Regions from separate parts of the Mus musculus genome. Here region 1 is linked to region 2. The links are chromatin contacts, called in public Hi-C maps. All regions are on one chromosome and are shown on one strand. The core of a region is the stretch at or near the end of the contact, and the rest is flanking DNA. Distances in the headings are between cores, read along the strand shown. Region 1 has its middle 58 kb from the start of Runx1. Region 2 holds the start of Runx1 (runt related transcription factor 1).

The links. A called contact is a pair of places that touch in the nucleus more often than the background predicts.
Region 1: a Hi-C map of the HPC-7 cell line shows a contact between it and region 2, with 4 times the contacts expected there. The contact joins the enhancer-like site here to the promoter of Runx1 in region 2. A contact is called at or near these places in 2 of 39 promoter capture datasets (the HPC-7 cell line and pre-B cells), 1 of 15 datasets of contacts at CTCF or cohesin (the G1E-ER4 cell line), 17 of 484 Hi-C or Micro-C datasets (the C2C12 cell line, CD4 T cells, CD8 T cells and 11 more), 1 of 115 datasets of contacts at active chromatin or transcription factors (the HPC-7 cell line) and 2 of 9 other capture datasets (adipose tissue and liver).

The regions. Positions count from the first base shown.
Region 1 is chr16:92,882,318-92,885,510 of GRCm38.p6, forward strand. No RefSeq gene overlaps it. Among named protein-coding and RNA genes, the nearest start is that of Runx1, 58 kb to the left of the region's middle. Within about 2 kb of position 1,619, at least 61 of the 459 cell types and tissues checked have an H3K27ac peak or open chromatin away from gene starts, as enhancers often do. A contact at or near this core is called in the G1E-ER4 cell line, the HPC-7 cell line, pre-megakaryocyte-erythroid progenitors and 1 more, where this site is marked.
Region 2 is chr16:92,824,324-92,827,604 of GRCm38.p6, forward strand. Runx1 (runt related transcription factor 1) reads right to left here and starts at 1,751. Exons shown (of 8, transcript NM_001111021.2): 1 at 1,611-1,751; 2 at 1,266-1,381. The coding sequence starts at 1,323.

The DNA.
Region 1 (3,193 bases), core at 369-2,868, 58 kb after region 2:
ACTTTACTGACTTAAACTCTGGTGAAGGTGATTAGTGTTGGTGACCTTTCTGAACCAAAATATTCTGTTGTTTGATTATATTCTGTGCTTAATGCTGTGGTGTGTGAACACCGGCATCAATTCTGGGCTCCTTGCAGATTACCCTTGACTGACTCACTTGGCCTTAGACACTAATTTCTACAGTTCTGAAGAAATTTTCCTGATACTTATTTATTTCACAGTTTGGAGGAAAAAAAATCTTGATCATATTTACTCTTTCTTCTTCAGTTCTGAATGTTTTAAAATCTTCTATTTCTAACAAAGTTCATTATCATTGTATGGAATATTATCCATTTCTTACTATTATTTGATTAATATCATTTGCACACTATATTCACACAATGTGCATGATCTCCAGGAAACTGCATTTCAATCTGAAATAGAAAATCAAATTCTGTTCTGAGAATAATCAGGAAGAGGAATACTGGGTGGTAGTTGTCACCGTATGCTCAATGGACATCAGCCATCTATAATGTCCTGAGCTCCATATTATATGTTTTGGGCACAGTGAAGAATGTTTCTCTATTGACCTGAACCCATTGAGCCTGATTTTAAGTGAGGAGTACAAGTATGCACATGAGCAATATAAAAATTAGCCCAGGAGCTATGCACAACAGAGATAACTGGTCACCAATGGGCGTCATCTCTCTCTAGGCCTTTGATGGTAGAGCTCTTAAGTTGCCAAGGTTCAAAATTGCTTATGCAGCAACATCTTAAGAGAGAGGGGATCTTCCTTTGAACCCATACTTCCTCATACGCTCTAGATGCTGGCCACCATTAAGTTACACACACTTGACTGATTTTGTGTAGGGGTAGCTCTGGGTCAAGGTCATGATCCTATTACTAGGAGATGCTCAGTACAAACCCCGTCATTTGTGGCTTCATGGTGAGAACAATGTCATTACACATGGTACCTGGCCTTCTATCTTTCTAAACATGTCTTTCCATCGTGTGTATTTGTGTGTGTGTGTGTGAGAGAGAGAGAGAGAGAGAGAGACTCTGTATGCAAATGCTAACAGTAAAGTGTGTATTTATGTTTGTGCATATGTTTGTGTGGGTCTCCATTTGTGTATATGTGTGTAGTTTGTGTGTGTCTCCATGTGTCTATATGTGTGTATGTATATGCATAGTGAGCAGTTTCCTGAGGTCAACACCAGTCCTTCTACCTAATTCTACAAGTTCAATTATGCCTGGTCCCGCAATGCCAGCTCCGTCACCATCTACAGTTTGATCAAAAGCACAAAGGGTTCTCAGAGTACTGAGAGGAAGACCTTTGGGAGGGACTTATTTGGATAATTCAAGATTCTGACACTCAGGGGACCCTTGGTAACTCGACATCGATAACAGCTACAAACAAGCCCTGACAAGGCTGTGAGAAGACTCAGCCTCTGAGTATGAACATGCACACCATGGTCTTAGAAATACACTTTCCCGTCTGCTGTCGAAACACACGAACCATCTGAGAGCAAGCGAAAGAGAGAACGCATCGTTCCCACCACCTGATCTTCATTAGGTGGCCAGCGCTGCAAGCTGGCCTGTGTGCTGACATCAGTGGGGTCCGGCTGCCGGCAGATAAGTGGGAGCACATGGTACCGGCAAGATAAGACTCTGGTGGCCTGGGACAGATGTGAGCAGCCAGGCTCTTGCAGGGGGCCTCTGGGAAAAGCCCTGTTATTCTGAGCATTGTTCACACTTGCTAACAACTTGCCTTGAATGGGGCTTTCGACATGTTTCTTCCTTCAGCTCAGCGCTATCTGCCAGTTGTTAGTGTGGGCTATAGCCCGCACAGCAGCTTCCTGATGCTGTCAGCACAACAGGAAAGAGGCAAGAACTGAGAGTGATTTATAGGCCTGCGCTGACATAGCCTCAGACCGGTGTGAGCCCAGCCCTGAGCATTAGGCCAGTGCTAGCTGCCCCTACTTCTGAAAAGTGAGTTGTTCAGAGAGGGGAAGACCCATGTAGTGTTTCCAGGGAAAGATGAATAACAGAATAGGATGTGTGGTTGGCTCTCTATGTGTGGCTGAGCTACTGAGAAAAGTTCTATGGGACACTGCCATCCTAGGCTATCTGGTTATGTACACAGGCCAGAAAGACAGCCTTGTCTGATATTTCTTAGGCATCCTCCACATTGATTTTTAGACAAAATCTTTCATTGGCCTGAAACTCACCAAGTAGGCTAGTTCAGTAAACAAGTGTTAAATTGACTGGAGGAAGTGCTTTCCTTGGCAAATCAATCTCTTGAGATTTCAATACCCTTAATCTGAACACACATTGTATGGACCACCTGGAGAGACACATGCCAGCTAAACCTCCTGCCACTCTGGAGGGGGCATTTGGTGGCTCCTCACAGGAAACACAAAGATGATGGGATGCATTCTAAGTACAGAGCAAGGGTGGCATGGAGTAAAAGTCACACTATCCTGATGGGTCTAATTCAAGCCCATGCATGACATGCGTGCTAAGAGGGGAACATTCTGCAAACAAGTTAAAAGCAGATGGAGAGGATCCTGCAGGGAAATGTACAGAACGCATTCTGAGCAGGTCAAGCTGAGCCTCAAAGAACTGTTAGGATTTAAGACCATATAGCTCTTGGGAGGAAGCTCTGTCCATTGAGCATCATCACACAAACACAAGGACCAGTTCCCATCATCATCACCCACATGCAAAGCTGGCTGGGGGGGGGGGCTGGTGTAATCCCAGCATCAGGGAAGACAGAGACACGAGCAGCTTTGGGAGCCTGGTCACCCAACCCAGACCCCTGAGCAAGCTCTAGGCCCCAGTGAGATAACGTGGTTCAAAAGGACTGGGTCTAAAGCTCGTGCAGAACAATGCTAGTGTTAACTTCCTGTTCCAAAGAAATGCACATACAAACCTACAAGCATGCCCGTGTGCGCTCACACACACACACACACACACATATGCACACACATATACACACATACATGCACACATGAATGCAACACACAGAGGCACACAGAGACAGAGACAGAGAGACAGAGAGAGAAAGCAAGAGAGAGATTTAATTTTATTTTAATGGTGATGTGTGTTTATAGGTAACATTAAAAAATTCAGAACAGAACAAAAAAGGAGAATGAAATTCCCTAAAACCTCGCTGTTCTGAAACAACCACTGTGGGGCTTCATTTCTGGAATCA
Region 2 (3,281 bases), core at 501-3,000:
ACATACCACACACACACACACATATATACCACACACACATACATACACACACCACATATATACATACACACACACACACACACACACACCTTCCTCCAGTTTTCACGTTTCAGCATAGATGAACCATCACAACCTCAATAGCCTTTGTTGTGACAAAGTCGCCAGCAAGCCCTCGAATTCCCCTACTCATTTGGCTGTATGAATAAATAATGATTCACAGATACTGGCTGGGTGTGCACATAATTTGTATCCAGAAAACAAATGATTTCTTCCCCATCCCATCCCACTCCATTTTAGCTCTGCCAGAGCATCATACCACAAGCTACACGTCCTGATACACGGCCACGTCTTTGTGAGCTCTTTATGCCACTGTTTTTCTTTACTTAAGCTCAGTCCTCATCCTGAAAGACCCACCAAGCCCACATGGGCACTATGGCTGAACTCCAGCATTGTAAGTTCCATAAGGCCGCTGTAAAAAATGCAGGAAGGTTCAGGGACCTACGTGGTGCCAACCCATAAGTCTGTAATCTAGTAATTTCTGCTGTGACAGTGCGTGGACTTAGGAAATGGCTTCATAGTTCTTTCTGAGAGAGACTGTGTACCACAACTTGCTGGCTTTCTGTCTTGAGCAATGCCGGCTGCCTCTTTCAATTGAGGCTGAAAGAAAAACCACAGCACAACACAGCATCTTCTGATGGCTTTTCCCAGAACGAGTCTGCCCAAATCCTGCCCTCTGTGGACTTGCCACTTTGGCCCTGAAATCTCCGCACTGATCCAAGGTATACCTGTGAGCTGCCTCTCGGAGACCACTCTGCTGGCACCGGCTCTTCCGGCCAGCTAAGTACTGAGCCTGCTAAACCCAGGGGCAAGCCAAACTCAGAACCAGGGCCAGACAGCTTGCTGCCATCAGAGTAAGTGCAAGCGAATCATTCAGAGCAAGGCACAGCCAGATAAAACCCAAAGAGTGTCCTCCGCGCCAGCCTTCTAATCTCTGGGACTTTAACTGAGAGCGGCTCAGAGCACTTGACACAACTTTCACCCAGCGACCAAATATTTCAACAGCCTAAGCATTTATTAAAACATCCCCGCAGCACGGCGTCTGACAAATAATAATCTCGTGGTCTCAGAGTCAACAGCCTCTGTTTGAATTCCTCCCCCCACAAGCAGGCAGGGACTTCAGGCAGGCACCGGAGGGTCCACGGGCTGCCATCTTAGTCTGCGCAAAGCTGAGCAAAATCAGATATAAAAAAGACCAGCGTACTCACCTCTCATGAAGCACTGTGGATATGAAGGAAATGACTCAAAAATGCTGTCTGAAGCCATCGTTTCCTTTCGAAAACGCACCTCTCCTGAAGGCGGGGGATTCTATAATTTCTTTCACCTTCAGAGCAAAAACCAAGAAATGTCACTTACTCTGACCTCACCTCCCACCATGGCTCCCCACGTCTCTTTCTACCCCCAACCCTAACACTTCTGGTACTCCATGGGTCCTATGGGGTGGGGGTGGGGGAAAGAATTATTGCAGAAACAAATATTCAAATTGTTAAAGATTAAAAAAAGGAAAAAAAAAAGACGAAAGCACCGCCTATGCTGTGGGTTGAACTGCTCACCGCTCTGCGAAAGCCTGTGGTTTGCATTCAGTGTGATTCGTCCTGCCTGCTGACCACTGTGCTGGGCTTACACTTCTGACACTGCCAGGCTACCCAACTTGTGGTTCTGTGGTTGTTTATGAGGTCCAAAGAAGTTTTCACACAACCCAAATTACAAATTTAACTGTTCCCCTTTCCACAGCCCACCGCCATTGGCTCTTGCCAATCACGTGACTTAAGTGATGTCAATTTTTTTTTTTTAAACTTTCTGAGCTATGCCCTTCCTGCCCTCCACCTGCCCTCCCCCAGGCTGTGTAAGGAAACAGTTGAGCAGAGCTTAGCAGAGAGGGGCTGTAAGAGAAAAAAAAGCACAACAAACAAGCAAACAGAAATCCCCTGCCTCAGTCTTTTCTTGCTCTCTCTGTCCTGTGCGGATTTGGTGGCTTTCAGATCCTGTTGTTATTTGTGGTTTGAGGAACAACTGATTATTTAGATAAAGATTGCCTTGCTGTTTATTCAACAGCAATTCAACGTTGGCACCAACTTGCTGCTGAGCCCGGATGCGGCTCTCATCACTTAAATGCTGGGCACCAGCTCGGGAGAGCTGGGTTCTTGGTGAAAGCAAGTGAGACAGAAAAGTTAGAAAAGAAGACCAAGAGCCCTTTTCCGTGAGTGGCTGATCCTGGGAGGGCTAGGCTGGCAACCTACTGACATCTCAAAGCTTGGGAACAGTATGACACGTTTTAATTGTGGGATGAAAAGACCACTTTGATCAAAACCCAAATGATGTTGTCCTTGGCTTTCCCCTTGGCGGATAGGCTTAGCATGGACATCTCTTGGTAAGTAGAGGAAACAGTGGCGTTCTCTTCACACTGGCACCAGTTCCCACGCTCGCTTGCATTAGGAAGTTTTGTGGAGAGCAAAGGAGGAGAATTTCCTCACTCAGCAGAGCTGTGGCCTGTGGGCAGCTATCTGTTCATTGTTTGTACCAATAAAGCCTACTGGTAGCCTTTCCGAGCTCCACTCAAAGAAATGGGCCAAGTCACCCTGCTAGGGATAATTACTCTTTGAATCCATGAAGAGTAACTTGTGACTACCCAAGATCCTGCCTCCTCCTGGCCAGCCCCCGGAGGGGGATATTACACAGCCCTTCAGCCTCCAGAAGTCACATGGTCAGGGGACAGACAATAAAGACAAGATGATTCTGTGGGTGTGAGCTCTTCTGTTCACCTCCACCTATTGACCTCTTCGTTCTATCTGTTTTACTTGCTGAGAAGTGAAGCCTTAGTCTTCCTGGGATCCCCAGGCAGGGCCTGGCCTTCCTTTCCTTACTTGGGTCTTCCTTTTCCTCTGTTCAGTTTCCCTCCATTTCGAGGTGATGCCCGATGAGAGGCTGGGCCTTGAGCAGCGTAGCTCCAAGTGCCAGCCCTGGGTCCCAAATTCCAGGCATGCAAGGTACTTCTCTAAGTCTGAGCCCCAGAGGGAACTCTCATTTGGTTTTCATGGAGATAATTTTGCACACACAGTAGAGACCCAGGGTATTAATGATACAGGTCTTTCCAAAGGACCAGACTCCATTTTTACTTAATCCTATTTTAACCTAGGCAGGAATTAGAAACCTAGGCATTTCTTTCTCCCAGCCTCTCTGAGCAGTTAGCAGCCAATACCCACACTTGGCTCACACTTGAAAAA